Linked DNA regions of Sus scrofa: regions 2 and 3 are each linked to region 1. Evidence: chromatin contacts called from public Hi-C and targeted proximity ligation data. All regions are on one chromosome and are shown on one strand. The core of a region is the stretch at or near the end of the contact, and the rest is flanking DNA. Distances in the headings are between cores, read along the strand shown. Region 1 holds the start of SDC2 (syndecan 2). Region 2 holds the start of UQCRB (ubiquinol-cytochrome c reductase binding protein). Region 3 overlaps CPQ (carboxypeptidase Q).

Evidence for each region. Hi-C and Micro-C count contacts between places; a contact is called where the count stands out from the background.
Region 2: a Hi-C map of embryonic fibroblasts shows a contact between it and region 1, with 2.4 times the contacts expected there. A contact is called at or near these places in 1 of 5 promoter capture datasets (liver), 1 of 47 Hi-C or Micro-C datasets (embryonic fibroblasts) and 2 of 2 datasets of targeted methods (alveolar macrophages and skeletal muscle).
Region 3: a contact with region 1 is called in a targeted proximity ligation map of alveolar macrophages. A contact is called at or near these places in 2 of 5 promoter capture datasets (fetal liver and fetal skeletal muscle), 4 of 47 Hi-C or Micro-C datasets (alveolar macrophages, embryonic fibroblasts, liver and 1 more) and 2 of 2 datasets of targeted methods (alveolar macrophages and skeletal muscle).

The regions. Positions count from the first base shown.
Region 1 is chr4:40,127,874-40,132,217 of Sscrofa11.1, reverse strand. It overlaps SDC2 (syndecan 2), which reads left to right and starts at 2,735. Exons shown (of 5, transcript NM_001315754.1): 1 at 2,735-3,049. The coding sequence starts at 2,990.
Region 2 is chr4:40,401,748-40,406,104 of Sscrofa11.1, reverse strand. It overlaps UQCRB (ubiquinol-cytochrome c reductase binding protein), which reads right to left and starts at 2,801. Exons shown (of 4, transcript NM_001185172.1): 1 at 2,750-2,801. The coding sequence starts at 2,768.
Region 3 is chr4:39,689,207-39,693,893 of Sscrofa11.1, reverse strand. The region is part of intron 3 of CPQ (carboxypeptidase Q); the gene reads left to right. Among named protein-coding and RNA genes, the nearest start is that of CPQ, 160 kb to the left of the region's middle.

The sequences.
Region 1 (4,344 bases), core at 1,486-3,985:
TACATGCTCTCAAGGCTACATGACCATTGTGAAAAATACCAAGTCACCGAGAGTCTCATAAATGTCAAGAGCCTTGGAATATGTCCTCACGTGCACAGATATATTCCTTCAACAGATGCATCTGCTAATTCATTTTTATCACTGTCCACCCCAGCTGAATCAGAGAGCAGTCGCCATGCCTCTCTAGCTGGATGCCTCAATAAACAGCAATAGCTGTGAGAGCCAGCAGAGAAATGCCTTTTCCCCTTTCTTTGGAACTCTAACTTATTTGATGGGTTCTTAACTGTTGGGGAGAAAAGGGGTGTGGCCTTGCCCAAAGCCTGGAGAATAGACTGGGTCTCTAAGAGGCAGAGTGACATTTTATGGCTCTGTGCATTTCTCTCACCATTGCTCCTTGTCCTTTGGAAACTCCTTCAGAAGTCTCCCCATCTCAAGAAATTCTATGACTCACAAATGAATTCTTCCAACCCACAGGTTTGGAGATCCATAGAATTGGGTTTGAAGCTCCCTCCTTAGAAGCTGCTAACTTAGGGTGTGTAGCCTGATCCTCTTTTACAGCAGGGGGGCTGTTAACACACACTCATGGAGGTTATAGGATGACCATGACGCCTGGACTGGAAGTTCTGCAGAAGTGGGAATGGCCATGTCTACCTGTGTTCAACCCACAAAGAATCTATTTTAAAAATATATAGTTCATTCCTCCAAGACCCAAGCCAGACCCACACTGACCCACAGGGGCCAGCTCAGTTTTGGTGGAATCAGAAGCGTCTGATGTTACAATGCTCAGTCCCTTGATATTTTTTTCTTTTCTTCACTTTTCCATTTTTCCATGTTACTTTTTGGCTGCCAATACCTTAGATTTGCCTGTTGGGAGCTTGGTAGTTGGGACTTAAAACCCAAAGAGCTCAATGTCTCAGACTTAGCATTCTCTAAAGTTCTCTCTAGTTCTCTAAATTTCTTTCTCTGAGATTTCTTATGGTGAGAGGTTGCTAAGACATTGTAGTTCGCACTTAGAGTATGACTGTAAATATATATATTTACAGTATATATATATATATATAAATGCTTTTTATTTTTTCCTTTATAGCTGGTTTACAGTGTTCTGTCAATTTTCTACTGTACAGCAAGGTGACCCAGTCACACATGCATATATACATACTCACAATATCCTCCGTAGAGTATGACTGTATATTATTCTAAGTTCAAAAAGTATCAAGGTCTGGTGTCTATATATCTACATCTAGGTTTCTTAAAGGCTCACAACTCTTATGCAGTATAGAGTTTTAGATCAAAGTTTATCCAATAAATATGTATTGTATATCTTTAGGCAACAGGAATGAGAATACAGTGGTGAACAAGACAGAAAAGTCGCTGGTCTCCTGGAGTGGGCATTCTAGGACCAGACTGGCTCTACAATTCATTTACTCCAGAAATTAGAGAGAAAAATAGTGGTAGAAACTGGCAGGGAGTTTGCCATGTCCGGTAGTGCACTAGAGACACAGAACTGAAAAAAAAAAAAAAAAAAAAAAAAAGACTTCACCACAAAATACTTGGGACCAATTACTTCCATTCAGGAAACACATGCTCATCATTTTCTTCAAACTAGAAATTACTTTATCCTGCTTTTCTTTGAAGTTCTCTTCAATCTGTTATTGTTCAGGGTCTCTATCCAATTTCTCATCAAATTGCCCTATTTGTAGCTTCCAAACATTAACACCTCTATGTTGAAATGGAGCCTATAAAATGCCTTCGGGGCTTAAACCATGTGTGAGGCAGAAATGGTATTTAAGCCCTTAATGAAATTATGAGCTTTTAAAGGGTTGCGTTTTGGGTTTATGGGAGCTTTCCTCCAGATTTTTTTTTTGGGGGGGGGGCGTTAGGGTGGGTGGGAAATGCTCAACACACGTTTATTACGTTTATTGTTTTCGCTTTTAAAATACAATTTTCATGAACTAGCGATTTATGAACACTTTACACTGCTTGAAAGCATCTGTAAACTTGGTGTGTGTGTGTGTTTTTTCCAACTCTCAAAGCAGCTTCTTGCTACTGGTCGAATTCCAGCCGGCAGAAAAGCTAAATATGTCTCGTCGCTTCACCGATCTTTCTCCAGAAAAGTGAAAGAGAATAGAAAATAGAGAAGGAGCAAGGGGGAGGCGAGAGGAAAAGGCGAAGGGGTAAGGGGAGAAGGAAGCCAGAAAATAAAGGAGCGCCGGAGCACAGATTGCAGACGAGCAGACCCAGAGCAGCCACAGCGCGGAGCTGCCGGCGGCCACTGGTCCCCCGAGCTGCCAATCGCGGTGTAATCCTGTAGGAATTTCTCCCGGGTTTAGCAGGGAGTCACACAGCCGCCTCCTCTCCCGAGTGGCCCGGAGAAGCCCAGAGAAGCTGGCTGGGGAGGGAGGGAGGGAGCGGGAGGAGAAGAGGAGGTGGAGGAGGAGGACCCTGGGAGGGAGGCGGCGGCGCGGGAGGAGGAGGGGCGCAGCCGCGGAGCCACTAGCCCTGCCGGACGCGCTTCTCTCCAGATACTCCCAGAGCTCCAGCCGCGCGGATCTCGCGCCCCCACCGCTCTGCCCCCAAACTTCAGCTGCAGCTACATTCCAAGCCATCTAATTTATTCCTCAAAAATCAGAAACCGAGCCGCGACACGGGGAAGGAGTCCGCGGAGGAGTAAAACTACAGCAGAGCAAGAAAGGCTCCAGAGAGCTGCCTCCCCGGAGCAACAACTCGGCGTCGGGAGTGTAGGAACCAACAAGTGAGAAGGCGCCGCGTTCCCCCAGCGCAGCCGCGGGCAGCGGGAGCAGGCGCAGGAAGAAGAAGCGAGCGCCCCGGAGTCCCGAGCCCGAACCCCCGAGCCCCCGAGCCGGAGCCGCGGTCGCGGAGGCTGCTCCGCTCCGGATTCTTCGGCGCGGGCTGCGCCGGGCGCTGAGCAAGAGGTTCCGCTTCTCTCTGGTTGCAAGCGGCGGCTGGGAGCAGCCGATCCCCGGGGAATATGCGGCGCGTTTGGATCCTGCTCACCTTGGGCTTGGTGGCCTGCGTGTCGGCGGAGTCGGTGAGTGGGCCAGGAGGGGGACGCGCGCGCCACATAGGGTGTCGAGGCCGAGCGGGGTGCGCAGAGCCCGCGGGGAGTCGGGGAGCGCCACCTGGGGGATGCCCCCCACTCCCAGCTGTGTCAGCTCGGCCCCCGGGGATCTGCTGGGACAAATGCGCTCGCTCCTCCGCCCCTTCCCTCCTCCCTTTCCCGCAGAAAAGCGCCGCTCCCTGGAGTTGCCTGGAGGTCCCCCGGGATCAGCAAGAGAGTACGGCAGTTTTGTCGAACCGCAGAGGCCCCAGAAATCTCTCCCAACTTCTTCGCCCTCGGAGGGTCTTTCTTTATGGCCGGGAAGGACCGATGGGGAAGGGTGGCCGGAGAGAGGATGTCGGGAAAGGGCAGCGTGAGAACTGGTCCCCTCCGCGCGCTCCCGGAGACCCAGGAACGACCTGGAAACTTTGGGGTCCCTTTGTCAGCACACACACACCCCCACGCCAGCTTTCCTACTCCATTGAATGCACGTTCTGGGGAGATGGGGCCCAGCTTTGAGAAACCCGCGAGTGTCCGGAGAGGAAAGTTTGCAAAAGTTCTTTTGTTTGATGTTCCGGGTGGCTGGGGTAAGGGAGCAGACACTGCGTGGATAAGCTACCCGCGGAGGCACAGTCGTCGGTCCCTTGGGGGGTGAGCGGGATGCGCCCCAAAATGCCAGGATGCGGACCCCTGGACTCCAAGTCTTGCAACGACCCGACCTCCTTGAGGGTCGGGGGGCGGCTTGCGGGCCCTAAGGAACAGGAGGGCATTTTGGTAGGGGTTGCGCTCAAGTGCAGCAGCTGGGCGAGGTGAGGTGCCTGAGACACTGAGCTTGGCCTCGGGTCGCCTGGCTGCTCGGAGAACCGGGGCTTCCAGCCCGCCACGCTCGTCCTCGCGGGCCCCGGCTGGGGTGCACCGAGGCTTGGAGGAGTCTCTTCTCCCACGGGCCCGAAAGCGGGCATCTAGCTTCCCTCCCTGGCCTCGGCGGTGGGAACTTGCTTTCTCCCCCTTTGGGTCGCGTTTCGGGGGTTGGAGCTTGTTTCCCTCCGACACCCAATGAGCGCCCTCTAAAGGGAACTGCCTCCTGGGTTTTGATTTGTGCGTGACGGCCCCTACCTGGGCGCTCTGAGCTTTGTCCGGCTGGGTGGAATCCCAGCACCCGGATCACGTCTGCAGCCTCATTGCGGTCTGGGACCTCGGTTAGGGAGTGCAGCTGTTTCTGTCCCTTCTGGTTCCTCATATCTCCTCCTTGTGCCACCAAATAACTTGTCCATTTCTAGTAATCT
Region 2 (4,357 bases), core at 1,552-4,051, 270 kb before region 1:
CCCTGTATACTCTTTTTTTTTTTTTTTTTTTTTTGCTTTTTAGGGCTGCACCTGAGGCATATGGAAGTTCCCAGGCTAGGGGTCAAATCAGAGCTGCAGCTGCCTGCCTACACCACAGCCACAGCAATACAGCAACGCGGGATCTGAGCCACATCTGCAACCTACACTAAAGCCCACGGCAATGCCAGATCCTTAACCCACTGAGCAAGGCAAGGGGTCGAATTCGAAATCTCATGGCTCCTAGTCGGATTCGTTTCTGCTGTACAACGGGAACTCTGTCATGTATACTTTAAATCATCTCTAGATTGCTTATAATACTTAATGCAAAATAAATGGTACGTAGATGGTTGTAAATCCAAAGCAAATGCTATTTCTATTTCGAACTTTCTGGAATTTTTTCCCCAAAATATTTCCGATCATGAGGGTGGCTGAATCCCCAGTGTGGAACCAGTGGATGTGGAGGGCCAACTCTACTGCCGCTCCAGCTTCTCAAAGTCCATTATCCCATTCCCTTCTGTTCCCCTGTTACCATCAGAACTGAAGGGGTGGGAGATGGAAGGGAAACTGGGAACTCGGAACTTGCCCATCATTTGTAGTTTCAGAAACAGATTACAGAAAACAAATGTAAACTTTCCAAGGGAGTTGGAGCTGTATGAAAAGGTGAGATTTCAAGATACGCTGGCAGATTTAAATGAGCCCCAGCCATATTTTTATTCCATATTACCTTTATGTCACATGGCCACTCTCTTTTAAAATACATATGTATTTCTGGGAGGGCTGTGATAACATTAGTAAGTCACTTACTATTAAGGAGGACAAGTAAAACAAGCACATTATCCTCCGCCCAAGTAGCTAACTTTCCACCGAGGGAATGGATATTTGAGAACAGATGAGAAGAAACAGGTAATGTTAAAACTCTTTGGGGGTAGTTTCCATTGTGGCTCAGTGGAAACGAACCTGACTAGCATCCACGAGGATGCAGGTTCGACACCTGGCCTCACTCAGTGTTGTTATGGGCTGTGGTGTAGGTTGCAGACTCGGCTTGGATCTGGCATGGCTGTGGCTGTGGTGTAGGCCATGGCTGTGGCTGTGGTGTTGGCCAGTGGCTACAGCTCTGATTCGACCCCTAGCCTGGGAACCTCATATGCAGAGGGTGCAGCCCTAAAAAGACAAACGAACAAACCAAAAAAACTCTTTGGGAACAGGACTGTGCCTGATGGGTTACCCAGTAGGGGCGGAGAGCAATGCGAGAGTGCCTGAGGTTTCAGGAGAGGTATGATACAGAAGAGGAGGTATGGTAAGTTTAAATTTTCTTTTAAAATTCCTGTCTTGGAGTTCCCGCTGTGGTGCAGCCGGTTAAGGAATGCCGGAGGTGCAGCTTGGAATCAAGCCCTGGCCCAGAAGTGTGGCCAAAAAAGGAAAAAAAAAAAAAAAAAAAAATGTTGTCTTAGGGCTAGCCCCTTACCAAGGAAGGAAAGCAAACTCTTTAATCTCAAACCCTCCTTATTACATCCCAGATTACACAGCTTTGGTAAATCTCTTTGCAAATTAAGCACCACATAACTGCACTGCTTCTAGGAAAACAACTACCAAAGAGTCAACAAACTACAAACATATTTGTAGGAGACAACTGTATTTACCAGTGATGGTAATAACGATTAATATTCACTGTGTGCCAGGCACTATTCTATCTGCTTTAACTCCCATTCGCTAGTTATTTACAACACTCTTGTCCTTGCATAAGAGGAGTAAGATTTATTCAAGATCAGAAGCAGCTAGTGATAGGGTTTAGGCCAGGTCTACCTAGTTTCCAAACGCAGCACAGAAGCAGAACGCCTTAAATAGCTGCCCAATTAATGAAGTAATGAATTCTTAAAAGTTTCCACCACCTCTGAAAAGCTCAATGTGATTTAGATAACCAACTTATCTGGCAATCTGATGTTTCCTTACTAGCTTCACAATTGCTGGGGCAGAGAGAAAACATTTTTTAAAAGTTAATTCCAATTCACACCGCCAGAGGGCAGCGATTGGCCAAAAAAGAGAAAAAAGAAAACCCTACCTTAGAACGTCCTGTTTTAAATATTCCGGTTGTTTCTGCATTCTATTCCATAATATACGTTCATCCCAATGCCTACAATAAATGAAAATTTCTCCAAATCCACAGATCAACTTGACGTTCCAGATAAGCCAAGGTCAACCTGAAACTTCACTATAACCCTTGCTCAGCTGCCTCTAACTCCCAGTCTGAGAAGAGCGAAAGGTGGAACAGGTTTCCAGCCCTATTTCCTCCGGTCACTTTGCCTCAGTTATCTCACCAGCCTAAAAGGAAAACTAACCACCGTCCCCCTCGCGCCGGCGGGAGAACTGATCGAGCGAACGCACATGACAGCGCTTGGCTCACAATAAGTACTCAGTTCATTTGGGTTCAAGGTCAGCCACTGATTATCTCCTGGTGCCCTTGAACTCTTTTAAGGCCGAGGGGAAGGGCTGCCGAGCACGAGAAGCCTGAACACCAGGGCTGTGGCAGCCACCGCGGGTACCTTCACCACAGCAGGTCCTATCCCAACCCTCTGGGCGAGCCCGGCCTAGCGACAGCAAGGGGGTAGGACCCAAGCGTCTTTCAGGCGGGCCGCCGCCGCCTTCCCTTATGCCGCAAACCTAGCCACTTAGAGCAAAGGAAGACGAGCAAGTTGCTGCGAAAATAGGTTAAGCGCTGCGACGTCAGCCAGGCAAGATGCCACTCACTTACCAGCAGGCCTGCTCGCCATTTTGACCCGAGACAGAAGCGTTGCCTGATGGGTAAGTCCTAAAGGACGCGCAGGGTCCAGTGCGCAGGCGCGCTACGTCACGTCGCGAGGAGAGGGAGGACGCTCGCGCAGGCGCAGTTTTGGCGGCCGGTGTTTGGTTCCTGCCCTGCACACCTCTCCAGCCCCCTGGGTTTTATCCATCCAGCGGGTCTGGAACTGGTCCCGGTTCCAAGAGGCGGTACTTGTGACCTGATGGGGGAAACACTAGGCAGGGAATTAGGACACCAGGGCTTTAGCTTGGGTTGTGTTACTGACGAGCTCTGAGAGTTGAGGCAGTATGAATTGCGCCCTTTCTGCCAAGCACCATGCTAAGCAGTTTCTGGACGTATTTTCATTTAATTCTAAATCTGTAAGATAAATACTACTGTGATCGTACCTATTGTAGGGAAGAGGAAACAGGCTCAGAAAGCTTTCATAAATTGTCCAAGGGCACACAAGGTAGGGAGAATCCAGATTCATCTTCCAGAATCTGAGACTGGATAAAACTGTGGCACTCCTTAATTGTAGGGCCATGTGCTACCCCACTAATCCAGGAGACACCTTCTCTGACCTTCAGTTTCTCCAGGTGAAGTTGTACATCAAGACTTTTTAGTGGAAATCTAGTTAAGAGAATTTGAGTGCCTTGTGATTTTTTTGTTTGTTTTTATGGCTACACCTGCGGCATATGGAAGTTCCCTGGGCCAGAGTTCTAACTGGAGCTTCAGCCAAGGCCTAGGCCACAATGGATCCGAACTGGATCTGCAATTTAGGCTGTACCTTTTGGGCAACACCAGATCCTTAACCCACTGAAGGAGGACGGAATCCTCACAGAGACAACGTTGGGTCCTTAACTCCATGAGCCACAAAGGCAACTCCTTGAATGCAATTTTAAGGTAAAATAACTACTTTCACTGTCTCAATTCCAACATGTTTCATCTGAGGTATAAAAACCCAGGGGCAGCAGTGTCACAAACTGTTAAGGGAGAAGAATTTTACTAAAGGATGCAAAGCAAAATAAATGATTAATTAGTGGGTGAGGCAGAGAGGGGACTATCCAAGTAACTTTTCCCTGCAAAAGAAGATATGCTCCACAGTGACAGCTCTCCACATATAAGCAAGTTCTCTTGCTGAACACAGTCATGAGAAGAGTCAAAGGTTAAATCCCTCTCATCATGCTATGTTTTAAAAAGAAATTTGTATTTGGGAGTTCCCATTGTGGTGCAGCAGTAACAAACCCGTCAAGTATCCATGAGGACGTGGCTTCTATCCCTGGCTTCCCTGTGGATTAAGGATCTGGTGTTGCTGTGGCTGTGGTGTAGGCCAGCAGCTATAGCTCTGATTCGACCCCTAGACTGGGAACCTCCATGTGTCTTGGATGCAGCCCTGACAATACAACAAACAACAACAACAAAATACTTGTGGTTTTAGGACTGTTCATTACAGCAACACAGATAGCCCATTCTGAGAGGGTTGTTAATAAAGGCAAAATGAGGTTCTGAGCCAAAGAAAGGCTAGGCAGGATGGCTCCATGCTTTGCCTCCTAGCTCATCCTTCTTCCTTGTTTCCTGTTA
Region 3 (4,687 bases), core at 1,279-3,778, 440 kb after region 1:
GTGTACCATGAGCCTTGCGCTGGTCTGAATCTGCTTGGTATACTCGATACCTGCTTATTGAATCTAAGAATAAGTGAGCAATTCTGTGTTTGCCATATTAACTGTGAATAGGCACGGCTCAAGAACCATTTAAGTTGCTCAAGAACCATTTGAGAAGTTAAGAGATAATGTTGGGATGTACTAAAATCTCACATTCCCAAATTTAAAATCAGATTTGTGCCTTCAAACTGTGCTGCTTCTCAGAGGTATTCTTGGGTGACTTGGAAGAATTCTAGGAAATTGAGGATATTATAATTTGGGAGATTCCCAAAAGAACTGGATTTTTCTAACTAGAGGCATCACTCATATTTTAGTATCACTTTTGTGTAGATTTGCTGTGATGTTGGTGTGGGCTAAGCTTTAGAAAGAATAACTTCAGCAACAAAATTAACTTAGAAGTCCAGTTAGGGTTACAGTAAGAAAGCCACATGAGATCATTAAGTAATTATGGGCTCTGGAGTTAGCCATAGCTGAGTTTGAATCCTAGCTCCTTCACTGACTAAATGGGCAAGTTATTAACTTCTCTGAGCCTCAGTTTCTCCACATTAAAGTTGGGATAATGAGGGTTGTGTGAGGATAAAACAAGGTAGGTAATGCATATAAAATGTGTAGCATGGAGTTCCTTCCTGTCATGGCTCAGTGGAAGCGAAGCTGGCAAGTAACCACGAAGACGCAGGTTCAGTTCCTGGCCTTGCTTACCGGGTTAAGGATCTGGCATTGCTGTGAGCTGTGGAATAGGTCTCAGACGTGGCTCAGATTCTGCATGGCTGTGGCTGTGGCATAGTCCAGCGGCTGAAGTTCCAATTCGACCCCTAGCCTGGGAACCTCCATATACCGCAAATAAATAAGACAATAAGACACATAGCGTAATAGCTGACATGTAGCAAGCTATTAATAAATAGTATCTATATTTGTTGTTATCGATCATCACAGTTAATATAATGCCAAGTAAGTATTGGATGGTTGTCTAAAATAACCTGAAAAAGTTTAGTGAGAAACATTGGGGAGGGATTGGGATTGGGCATAGAAAATTCAGCAGTCTCGGAAAGCAGCGGTACTTTTCTTCACTGAGCCCTGTTAAATTGAAAGATTGTGTTCCAGCAGCCAAGGAAAAGAGCAGCTATACGAATCATTTCTTATGATCTAAAGTTCATTAGCTACTCCATTTAGCTGTTAATGTTGTGAGGCCATCGGTGTAAATAAATGTGTTATTTGGTAATGGACCTGTTTTCTTAACAATTATAATATATTGTTCTCTCCAAATGCTATCATTTAACTCTGGCATTCTGCTAATTAGTCAGCAGATCAGCCTTCAGTGTGGTTTCAGTATCTCATCCTCTCATCACATTTTTCTATTAAAACATATGGAGTTGGTGTCATGGGCTAAATTCTGCCCCTCCCCGCCACCCGACGCCATTGAGGTCCTTACACCCCAGTACCTCACAAGGTGACTGTATTTGGAAACAGGGCCTTTAAAGGGGTGATTAAGTTCAAATGAGGCCTGATTTTGACCCCCAATCTAATTGATGTCTTATAATAAGAAGAGTTTGGGGCACACGGAGAGACACCAGGGGTGCCTGCTCACATAGGGACAGTCGTGTGAAGAGACAGAGAAGGAGGCCATCCGCAAGCCAAGGAAATTGGCCTCAGGAGGAACCAGACCTGCTGGCACCTTGACCTTAACCTCACAGCCTGTGAGAAAATAAATTTCTGTTGGTGAAGCCAGCTACTCGGTGGTATTGTGCGACGGTGGCCTCATCAGACTAACACTCTTGGCACTGAGGAGCAAAATTCACTTGGGACTTTCTGATTTTATGTTATTCCTTGTAGTTTATAAAGCACTTACCACACACCTCATTTGAACCTCACCCAGTCCTATAAAATAAGTGTTATTATTTACTCCATTTCTCAGAAGAAGCATTTGGGGTCAGAGAGTCCATACAAACACAGAGCTGCTCAGAGGGCGGGCGGAATTTGAAGCCAGGCTACTTGATTTCAGTCTCCTCTTTTCTCTCCCCGTTACCATGAGTGTAGCGTGTGCACCTGCCTCTTCTTTTGTAGTTTAGGCACCAGATTTGGTAGAAGAGAGTTTTGATACGTTACCACTGGCAGGTTACCATGGGTGACTGCGGATTTCTGCCTAACACTGGGGTGAAGCAAACAGCAAACTTTGCCAAATCCAAAGAGTGTATTTTTACTTAGGACTCAGCCTCCAGCATCTAGTGCCTTTCAGTTTGCTGTCACTGTCCCACTGAACATGAAGCACGTAATAGCGACATGTCTATTGGTGTGTTTTATTTGGAAAGCCATTCCATGTGCTTAGATCAACTTTTTACTTGTTTATTCCTTCCATAAGTTCATGTGGAGCACCTGTTAGGAGCCGTGGGTTTGGATCTCAGTTTCTAAAGTAGGCAGGGGTCAACGCGCTCGGCATGGAGGGATGTGGCTGAACAGAACACAGCTGGCTCTTGAGGCAAGAGGGTTCTCCTTTCTGTGAGCTTACATTATTGCATCATTGCTGAGCTGAAAATACACCGTCCCCCACCCGCAAGTTAAACTCTCAGCATTCTTCTTCATTCTCAGAAACAGGCCTATGGAAATTTGAAAAAGCGTGCCTCAAAATAATATAGTCAGCAATCTGATAGAACTAGTCTTATGCCATCTTAGTGTATTGTCATAGGCATTCATAATTAAAGTTGTAACAGTTTATTCCTCTATGGAAATATCTTGGGGGACAAAGTAACTAGGCAGGAAGGGGACATTCAAGTAGCAACTTTGATTTGGGATTTCTTTCCTATTATTTTTAGGCTCCAATTGAAAAGAAGTTTTTGTGTTTTATATTTTTTTCACCAAAAATTTTACTGCCAGAAATGGAAAATGCTCCTATTTCTTTCCTAAGAGTAGCAATAATTTTGGTCGTCATATTTTTAAATTAATTTTTTTTTAATTTAAGAAACCTTTGTTATTCTTGTTTGACAGCAGAGTCTGTAACTTTAATTCTCTGGCCATCTAATTAGAAAGATGTTTCCTAACTATGATCAGCATTGGAATTGGTCCAGAGCCCATATTTATAAAACAGTAACTATGACAACCCATTCTTCCTAACCAGGATCAACCCTTAATACTTTCCCAACTGTCTGTTTTACAAGATGACATAAGTAGAGGGTTTGGAGGAAAAAAAAAAAACAGCTTTGGGTGATAATCAAAATGCTTTTTGCAAACAGAGCCTTTAAATCTGTTTGTTCAGCAGCATGTGATTCGGACAGTGGGAGTTCATCAGACTGCAAGGATTAACCCTCTAATTTGTTTCTATTTTTCCTTTTGGAAGGGGATAGACCGCTGTGAATTCCATGTACTCAGCCTGAGCTGCCAAACAGGATTGGAAACTGACTAGTGGCCGAAACATGAGGCAGAGATAATCCATTATTTTCCTGTTCCTCATGACCTTATGTAATAGGGTTTTGTTTGGTTTAAAAAGAAGTAAAAATATATTACAACTTTCAAACCCATGTCCCTCCGAGCCTGAAAGGCTTCTATGTATTTCATCCTTTTCTGCTTAAATAGAATGATACTACTGATCGATAATAATTTTAACCAAATTCCTTACAGTGATCTCCAGTACAGAAAGGGCTCTTAGGTGAATACTTATCACAGATCACAATACACTTGAAAAGCCAATTTGTTTAGGTGAATGTGTCCGTGATTGGTCTTGATGAGACCACTGCACGGGGTGCAGAGGGCTCAGTGTCCAAGGCAGGGTCAGAACAGGCCTCTGATGCTCGATTGGATGATACATCCCATAAAGTTAGCTGACCTTCACAATTGCAGTAGTGGCAGGGCTCTGCAATGGAGACTGCTTCTTACCATTGACCCCTCTCCTCAGTCCATGTCCATCTGTCTCAGGGAGAATAAATTCCTTATGGGGATAGTGGAGTTCAAAGTGCTGTCTCTCCCAGCCTCTCCCAGAGCAGGCCTATCTTTCTTTGGCCAGAAGTAAGTAGAAAGTAGTAGGCTGCAGACTTTTGGACAAGATCTCCAGGTGTTATTGCCACTGGATGCATCTTAGCCCTGACTCAGCTGTGGGGACAGGACTTCTCCATCAAAATCATACCAAACAGCTTAGTGGCACAGGGCATACTCAACCAGGTTGACTTTCTTTTAGCCTTTCTTCCCTTGGATTCTATATTATCCTCACTTGATTTTTTTTGTTTATTTGTTTATAGATCATCTCTCTGGAAATCAGCATTCTAATCTGAAGGTTAAAAGTAACACATTAATATTAAACTGAAATTGTTACGATTATGATGCAACATGGAAAACACAGGATCCTGGCCCTGTGTAGTCAAGGTGCATATCAAAGGACTACCTTTAGTGAGCCCAAACTTTTGCATCTTCCCATATACAGAAAGTGCTTCCCATATATAGAAATTCAACTTGAGATGCCATAAGGTAAATGCTCCCCCCTTACTTCCTCAGAATAGTCCCTCAGAGCTATCTGAGGCTGTGTCTTGGGCTTAGGTCCTCAGTATGTTTGCCTAATAAACTGTACTTTCAACTTAAAAAAAATTATGATGCAACAAAGTATAAGGAAACTGCAAAATATGAACCTGAGTCATTGAATCATCAGTACCTATGCAATTAAACCCAT